3 separate regions of the Sus scrofa genome follow, and regions 1 and 2 are each linked to region 3. A link is a contact called in public Hi-C and HiChIP or PLAC-seq data. All regions are on one chromosome and are shown on one strand. The core of a region is the stretch at or near the end of the contact, and the rest is flanking DNA. Distances in the headings are between cores, read along the strand shown.

What was found. A called contact is a pair of places that touch in the nucleus more often than the background predicts. HiChIP or PLAC-seq counts read pairs in DNA pulled down with a chosen protein or histone mark.
Region 1: a contact with region 3 is called in an H3K27ac HiChIP or PLAC-seq map of alveolar macrophages. The contact joins the promoter of SP1 here to the promoter of TARBP2 in region 3. A contact is called at or near these places in 2 of 5 promoter capture datasets (fetal skeletal muscle and liver), 2 of 47 Hi-C or Micro-C datasets (fibroblasts and liver) and 2 of 2 datasets of contacts at active chromatin or transcription factors (alveolar macrophages and skeletal muscle).
Region 2: a contact with region 3 is called in a Hi-C map of liver, with 2.8 times the contacts expected there. The contact joins the promoter of SP7 here to the promoter of TARBP2 in region 3. A contact is called at or near these places in 3 of 5 promoter capture datasets (fetal liver, fetal skeletal muscle and liver), 21 of 47 Hi-C or Micro-C datasets (alveolar macrophages, blood, brain and 13 more) and 2 of 2 datasets of contacts at active chromatin or transcription factors (alveolar macrophages and skeletal muscle).

Annotation. Positions count from the first base shown.
Region 1 is chr5:18,587,427-18,590,126 of Sscrofa11.1, forward strand. SP1 (transcription factor Sp1) reads left to right here and starts at 1,337. Exons shown (of 6, transcript XM_005652567.3): 1 at 1,337-1,521; 2 at 2,602-2,700. The coding sequence starts at 1,515. It overlaps LOC102163309 (a long non-coding RNA gene), which reads right to left and starts at 1,210. Exons shown (of 3, transcript XR_002343962.1): 1 at 238-1,210.
Region 2 is chr5:18,565,197-18,567,925 of Sscrofa11.1, forward strand. It overlaps SP7 (transcription factor Sp7), which reads right to left and starts at 1,472. Exons shown (of 5, transcript XM_021091715.1): 1 at 1,413-1,472; 2 at 467-580.
Region 3 is chr5:18,717,075-18,719,888 of Sscrofa11.1, forward strand. TARBP2 (RISC-loading complex subunit TARBP2) reads left to right here and starts at 1,514. Exons shown (of 9, transcript XM_003126194.6): 1 at 1,514-1,865; 2 at 2,412-2,581. The coding sequence starts at 1,813. MAP3K12 (mitogen-activated protein kinase kinase kinase 12) reads right to left here and starts at 135. Exons shown (of 14, transcript XM_003126192.6): 1 at 1-135.

The DNA.
Region 1 (2,700 bases), core at 87-2,586, 130 kb before region 3:
ACAAGGGCGAAAGAGAATGGCTTTATGTTATTGACAGGCCACGCAGGCTGCCTCCACCAAAACTAGGGTAAAGGAGAGGCAGAATGAGTAGCCAGAAATTCAGGTGTTTCGGGAAAAATCACCTCTAACCTTTGCAGTTGCAAAAAGCAGGCACTCTATCTGGCTACTTGCTTTATGTTTAAACGTTATTTACAATTACGGGGTAGAGGCAGGGGCGGGGGTGGGGTAGCAGCTTACAGGACCTCGAACTCCAGGAAGTCCTCCAACACTCTTTAGCCTCAAAAGCAAGCTCTCGAAGAGTTAACCGGCCTTAAGTAGCTATCAACTTTGGGGGAATTTAGTAAAATGGCGTTTGCTGGAGTCTCACAAAGACCTTGCAAATTGGTCAGTGCGTTATTAACCTACTGTATGAGCGCCCTCGCCAGATCTCCTTGCGCCAGCACCCACAGGGGTTACACCATATTCTGAGGCATCCGCCTGCCAGTCCGCCCACCGCGGAGGGGGGAGACCTGAGAGGTACTTTTAAAAGCGGTTAAGTGAAGACTCAAACAAGCCCTGATGTCGAGGAAGAAATGCGACGCGCCGCGGGGCTCGGCCCTGACACTTGTTGAATTGCAGGGCTCTGCTGAAGCCTTGCCACCTAATCACGGTAAAGACGTCCCCAGAGGAGGGCCAAAATGGCGACGGACTCCTCTTGGCACAGCCCTGTTACCTCCCCGACAACTGGCGCCTCTAGTAACGCCCATTGGCCAAGCCGGAGGCGGTGCCTGGCTTCCCTCGCTGCCTCATTGGGCTGAGTGACTGAAGCAGCCGCCAATTCTCCCCTGCCTACTCCAGGTTCCCGCCCTCACAGTTTAAGCAGCATTCAATTGGCTTTTATTCACGTCAATTTGTGTCCTAGCGCGTCTCTTTTCAGTGTTAATCCAATCATAATTTTCCTGGCCGCCCGCCTGATTTCTGATTGGTTTTGATAAGCTTCATCCTATCCCATTCCTGTCTACTTTTTACCACCTCCCACCAGGACTTTGCCCAGGCTTGCCCAGGGTTTTGGTTGGTCGCTGTTCTGTCATTCCAATGAAAACCCTTCCTATCCCTACGTCTCAGCGAGCCCGCCTGGCAGTTGACTGGTTTCTCTCCAAGCCTATCATCTCTAAATCCCGCCTATCTTCACTTCCTGCACCTTTCATTGGCTTTTAAAACTGAGAGGGCGCCCTTTTTGGGCGGACACCACGCACGCAACTTTGTCTTACACGCCTTAGAGAGCAAACGAGTCTCGCCATTGGGTAATTTGCCTGTCTTTCTTTTGCAAGTCCCTCCTTTCACCCTCCCTTATTGGGCGGGGCAGCAGTGGAGGGGCGGGGCCTAGGCCGGGCTTGTGGCGCGCTGCTCCCTCCTCTTTACCCCCCCCTCCCTGTCCGGTCCGGGTTCGCTTGCCTCGTCAGCGTCCGCGTTTTTCCTGGCCCCCCCAACCCCCCCGGACAGGACCCCCTTGAGCTCGTCCCTCAGCTGCCACCATGAGCGGTAAGGATGAGTCCACTCCAAGCTTAGGGGTGGGAGGGGAGTGAGGGGGCGCGCGCGAGGGCCGACCGGGCGGTCCCCGCCGTGAGGGGGGCGGGCGGGAGGCGGCGGCGGCGGCCTTGGTCCCGCCCGGGGCGGAGGGAAGGGAGGGAGAAGGGGCAGTGGCGGGGCCTCGGAGGAGGAGGGGGATGGGCCGCCCGCCCCGGGGGAGGGGGCAGCGTGGCCTCGCCCGCCCCCTGCCCGCCCCAGCCACGGGGGACGGGCCTTACCCCCCACTACTCGGCCGCCCGCCTGAGGCTCCTCCTGCCGGGGGCTGGAGCCGCGGGGGCGGCCCGAGCAGTGCAGGCCCCGCCCGGGCCAACCGCCTCCCTGGTCCGCCCTCTGGTCGCCGCCGGCCCCAAGGCCCTCCTCCCCCCACCCCCCGAAGGTTACCCCTCCCCCCCGTAGATTACCCCTCCCCCTACCGTCCCGCCCTTTCCACGCCCCTCACCCCGAAACCGCCCTTTCCTTCTAGGGCCCGCCCTCTGTCCGCCCCGAAACTCCTGATTTCTAACCCCTGGACCTCTTTAGCCCCTTTCTAGTATTCACAAATGTTCCCCCCTACAAAACTTTTTATCTCATCTTTTCTCCTTCCCCTTCCTTTCCTCTTGTGACTTTCTACACTTGAATTCTTCCCTTTCTCCATCTCCTTTGACCCTAATTTGAGCAAGCTTTCCATCCACCCACATGTTTTATGCCTTATCTATATTTCTCCTTTTTTTCCCCGCAGGATACTTTTAAACTCCTTCAACATGTCCACGGACCCTTACATTGTCTATACCAAAAGCACCTTTTCATTGTTTTCTGAGTTTAATTTTGTACGAGGGAGAACTGCGGCCCAGTTTTGGCACCAAGGGGCCCAGTTCAGGTCTTCCTAGCCCTACAGCTGTCTCTTCTTCCCCAATCCTTTTTTGTTTGTTTGTTTAAATACTGGGACTTTCACCTTCCTGTTAGTCATTTTTGTTTGGTCCTAGTCTTCCTTACCCTTCTTCATTTTATCTTTTTTCTTTCCCCAACTTTAAGTTATCTTTTAATTCTTTTTAGACCAAGATCACTCCATGGATGAAATGACAGCTGTGGTGAAGATTGAAAAAGGAGTTGGTGGCAATAATGGGGGCAGTGGTAATGGTGGTGCCTTTTCTC
Region 2 (2,729 bases), core at 222-2,721, 150 kb before region 3:
GCTTAGAGGTTAACGAATCTGACTAGGAACCATGAGGTTGTGGGTTCGATCCCTGGCCTTGCTCAGTGGGTTAAAAGAATCCGGCGTTGCTGTGAGCTGTGGTATAGGTCGCAGATGCGGCTCAGATCTGGCGTTGCTGTGGCTGTGGCGTAGGCTGGTGGCTACAGCTCTGATTAGACCCCTAACCTGGGAACCTCCATATGCCGCGGGAGCGGCCCAAACAATGGCAAAAAGACAAAAAGACAAAAAAAAAAAAAAAAAAAAAGAGAGCGAGAGATAGGCAGATAGGCATTAGGCACCCCTGCAAGGTGGTGATAAAGCAGAGGTGGTCTCCAAGGGTCCTAACAACAGGCCAGCCAGGGTTACATTTCAGGTAAAGACCGAAAAACGGACATTGATTATCTCCTCTTACCTCCCAGGCACTGTGGGGTCCCCAGAAAGACAAATGTTTATAAAACACAACAACCTTTGCTCTCAAGTGGTCCATAGGCTTAAATTAGGAAGCTTCTCTTCTCCAAAGCCGGGTCCGTGGTGTCCATATCCAGTGATGCTTAGTACACAGGGAAGCAAAGCAGGGGGACTTAAAAAAAAGAAAAGAAAATATTTTTGTACACACAATCTTCTCAGAGCTCAGAATCTTTAAAGGTCTTAACGCCATCCAGCTCAGCTCAGTATGTTCTGCAAATGGGAAGGGATTCCAGAGAAAAGTTCTTGGAGGGAAGGGCAGTGTGCAAATAGCTTCTAGACTTTTTCAGGTAACACCTTCTTAGATCCGGGACCCTGAAAGAAGAGGGAGCAAAGCTTCGAAGTACCACCAGGTGGCAGGAGTGAGCTACCCAACCGCTGCGCCAATGAACCTGCTCTCCAGAGCATGTTCTTGGGGCCAGAGGGTTGGCACGTTTTGAAGGTAACAATGGCAAAGCTGCCAGCGCTGAGGCAAGGGCTGGGGCGGGAAGAAGCCTCAGAGGGTTATGGTATTAATTCTGCACCTTTCCCCAGTCTTGACTCAGAGAAGGCAAGACCTTTGTCAAAGTTCCAAAAGTATCCAGACTGCCAGGCCGGAATTCAGCAAGCAAGGGTCTATTTTCTGCCCCACGCACCTGCCTATCAGCCTTTCACGGACATTTCCTGAGCATCTACTGTGCCAGGTATGTGCCAGAAGTGTCCAAAATAGCATTTAACAAGAAGTGTGCAATCTGGTGGAAGAGAGCCTGGTAAACAGCCATGCTTTTATGACATAGAGGCTGTTTGGAGTAGTAAAATGCACTGTCTTGAAAGTTAGACTAAGGTGTGAATTCAAGCTCCGCCACTTGCTATATGTGCAAATTCTGTAGGCCTCAACTTCCTTGTCTAAAAAATGGGGGTAAACAACTCTCATAGAAGATGAAAAAAAAAATTACATAAAAACTTACTGCCTAGGAGTTCCCATCGTGGCTCAGCAGAAAATCCAACTATGAACCATGAGTTTGTGGGTTCAATCCCTGGCCTTGCTCAGCAGGTTAAGGATCCAGCATTGCTGTGGCTAGAGCGCAGATCTGACCCCTAGCCTGGGAACCTCTATATGCAGTGGGTGTGGCCCTAAAAGCAAAAAAAAAACTTACTTCCTAAAAGGAAGAGAAAGACAAATATCACATGATACCGCTTATATATGAGATCTAAAAAAAAATGATACAAATGAACTTATTTGCAAAACAGAAACAGACTCATAGACATAGTAAACAAATTTATGGTTACCAAAGGGCAGAGGGAAGAGGAAGGAATAAATTAGAAGTTTGGGATTAGCAGACACAAACTACCGTATATAAAATAGATAAATAAGATCCTACTGTATAGAACAGGGAGCTATATTCAATATATTGTAATAAACTATAATGGAAAAAATATATATCTGAATCACTGCTAGCTAACCAGAAACTAACACAACATTGTAAATCAACCATAGTTCAATTTAAAAAGATAAAAATAGGGAGTGCCTGGAGTTCCCTTCGTGGCGTGGTGGTTAACGAATCTGACTAGGAACCATGAGGTTGCAGGTTCAATACCTGGCCTTGCCAGGTTAAGGATCCGGCGTTGCCTTGAGCTGTGGTGTAGGTCCAAGACGCAGCTCAGATCCTGAGCTGCTATGGCTGTGGTGTAGGCCAGTGACTACAGCTCCGATTCGACCCCTAGCCTGGGAACCTCCATATGCCGAGGGAGTGGCCCTAGAAAAGACAAAAAAAAAAAAAAAAAAAAAAATAGGGAGTTCCCATTGTGGCTCAGCGTTAACAAATTGGACTAGTAACTGTGAGGATTCGGGTTCAAACCCTGGCCTCATTCAGTGGGTTAAGGATCCGGCGTTGCCATGAGCTGTGGTGCAGGTTGCAAATGCAGCTTGGATCTTGAGTGGCTATGGCTGTGAAGCAGGCGGGCAGGTGGAGCTCCAATTTGACGCCCAGCCTGGGATTAAATTTAATATGCTGCAGGTGCAGCCCTAAAAGGTAAAAAAAAAAAAGTGTTCTGTGAAAGAAAGTAAAATGATTATACTTATGGCACAATTAAATTCTGCAGGCAAATTAAACACAACAGAGATTGAACCCACAAAACAAGTGTGTATATATTCAGGGACAAATAAACACATTAGAGTGGTGCTTTTAGGGAGGAGAGGAAGGGCTTAGGGATGAAGAGGGGGAAAAAAAACTAGAGAGGGGTCTTTTATGAACTCAAATGATGACAGTATAAACCTAAAACAA
Region 3 (2,814 bases), core at 264-2,763:
CCCCCGCCCCCGGCCCCCCGGGACGGACACGCCCTGAGCGGGGGATGCTGCGCTGGAGCCGCCGGCCTCTTAAAGGAGCCCGCTGCTGCCATCCGGCGCGCTCCAGGCTCGTCTCTGGCCGGTCTGGGCCCCGCACCTTCCTGCTGGCGGTGACCTGGGGCGGTCCCACCTCCGGCCTTTAACCGATTCCGTAGGCGCCCCCTATGAGCGATCTTCTAAGCTCCCTGCTATACCCTGAGACAAGAGCCCCTCAGATGGGACTACCCCAGCGCTCTAGCATCGCTCCCCCCGTCATGTTGATCTTGACAGCCTTCTTTCCCCTGTCACCACTCCAGTTTCACCCACCTGGGATCCATTCAGCTCAATCCCCGTTCCCTGCTAGTGTTCCTGGATAACCCCTCATTATTACTCCAAGATTTCTCTGGACCATCATCCCCGCACCGAGCAAGTCCGTCGGTGCGGGGACTTGCTTTTCCCTGACCCATTCTCAGAACACTCATTAGATTCAGACATTTTTTCGTGATCTCTTTCTCCAAGGTCACAAGATTCTCCCTACAATCTTTCAGGCCAGTGGCTGTGAGACTTCGGCGAGGAGGGAATGAAGCTCGGGACCTCAACATCCGCCTTCTGCTCTGCACACACATTAGTCAATTAGTCTTAACAGGCCAGAATCCTCTCTTGCTCTCTCTTTAGCTGAGAGACACAAGACGCAAGGCAGAGGGAATGAGATCACCATGTGCCTTAGTCCTTCTAATCCTGTCGTCCCATTATAGCCTGATTCTCAGGCTCCATAGGGGGGTCTCCTGGTGTAGGGGAACCAGCTACAGAAAAGTTCACTAGAGCCATTCTAAAGAGGCTTTAGAAAAGAAGCGGAAACCGACCGGCTGCAGGGCAAAATTAAGGGTAAGGGAAGTGAAGGACAACCTAGGAAAAAGTAGTCGTTTCTGTGAGACGAAGGCCCGAGAGCCAGGGTTTAGGTCAGAGGCTGAGTGGAAACTGAGACAGAGATGAACTTGGACTTAAAACTGACTGGCCTGGCGCTCTGAGGGGCAGAGAATAGTCCCCTCCCGCGTGCAGGCAGGACCCACCCTCCCAGACCGCAAACAGCCAGGAACCGACAGCAGCATCACCCCTGGGCCAATCACAACCTTTTCTCAAGAAAGAGGCGGAGTCAAAGGGGCTGAGCCTTCTCTTGTCCCCGCCTCTCTAGGTGAAATAACCAATTGCAATCCACCTAGAGCAAGTAGGTCCATTCGGGAATAACCAATTGTGCTGCAAAGCTTTTCGTGAATATTTGACCCTGCCCCTCTAGTTGCGACAAAGATGACGCGCGCGAGCTCCTGGGTTCTGTAGTTTTCTTGGGATCCGGAGGCCTTCTAGCTCGAGTTCGCCCTTACGGCGCCGTCCCCCAGCCGCTGCCAATCGGCTAGTACGCACGCCCAGAGCCCCAGCCCTGGGGAGAGGCTACGCGGAGGGAAGGAGGCGGGGCGATAATAAAAACAAGCAAACGAACCAACCCCCAAACCAAAAACACATCCTCGGCTTGGGAAGCAATAGTGGAGGGGTCCGCTCCTCCCAGAAGGCGGTGCTGCCAGCCTGGGCGGACCACGCGGAGAGTTGTGGGGCGGATAGCTGTCCTCCTGATGAAGACTCATAGAGTCGGGTGGGAGGGGGACTGCATATCCCAGCATGCCCCGCGGTGGGCCCGACCGGCCGCGACTCGGGGCTTGGCCCCGGCCCTAGCTCGTCGGCGGTGTGTTGGGGCGCGTGGAGGCTACAGTCACGGTGGCGCCCGCGGGGACGGAGGAGGGAATGAGTGAAGAGGAGCAGGGCTCCGGCACTACCACGGGCTGCGGGCTGCCCAGGTGAGCCGCCTGGTACCAAAGCCCGTAGGGCGCGGAACGTGGCGTGGTGCGGAGGGAGTAGCGGCGCGGGCCCCAGCATGCACCTGGTCTGCGGGTTGTTCCCGGCAAGCACTGGGGTAGTGGACCGTGGTTCCCGGCATGCACCCCGGCAGTGGCCACTGCCTCCGGCTTTAGCTAGTTTGGGATTGGCCTGGTTCCCAGACTGCACTGGGGCAATGGGCTTTATGCCCCCGACATTCAGTGCATTTGGTGGGTACTGGGTTCCTGGCCTGCACTGTGTCAGGGGACATGCACTTTCAACCTGCACTGGGGTACAGGATTCCCCCACCTTAACTGAGACAGGAACAGTGCTTTGCGCTTGCCCTGGGGCAGTGGACCCTGCTTTACCAGCCTGCACCTCTATTCCACATTGAACCCAGCCAATGGCTTCTTGAGGTCCTCTGGACCCTATGTCCCCCATAGCGAGCCTGGGTCTGATATGGCAGTGCTTGGCCAGGTGGGTGCAGAGAGGGGAGGTGTGATGAGGGTCTGTGCCCCTCCCCCCAGTATAGAGCAAATGCTGGCAGCCAACCCGGGCAAGACCCCGATCAGCCTTCTGCAGGAGTATGGGACCAGAATAGGGAAGACGCCCGTGTACGACCTTCTCAAAGCCGAGGGCCAAGCCCACCAGCCTAATTTCACCTTCCGGGTCACCGTTGGCGACACCAGCTGCACTGGTGAGGAAGGCTTGGGCAGCCTGGCTGGGGTGTGCATTCACAGGGCCCCATTGGCTTTATTGCTTGGAGTCTTTTTAAAGCCCTTTTCTCCAAGACCAGTGAGGGAAGGAGAGATTTCAGGAGGGGGGGGGGAGTCACTGGAGTGGGAGCACAGGTCTGTGAGGTGGGTAGGATTTGGGAGAATTAGAGGAACAAGCAGGACTGCCACAGGTGCTCTGGCAGATTGTCACCAT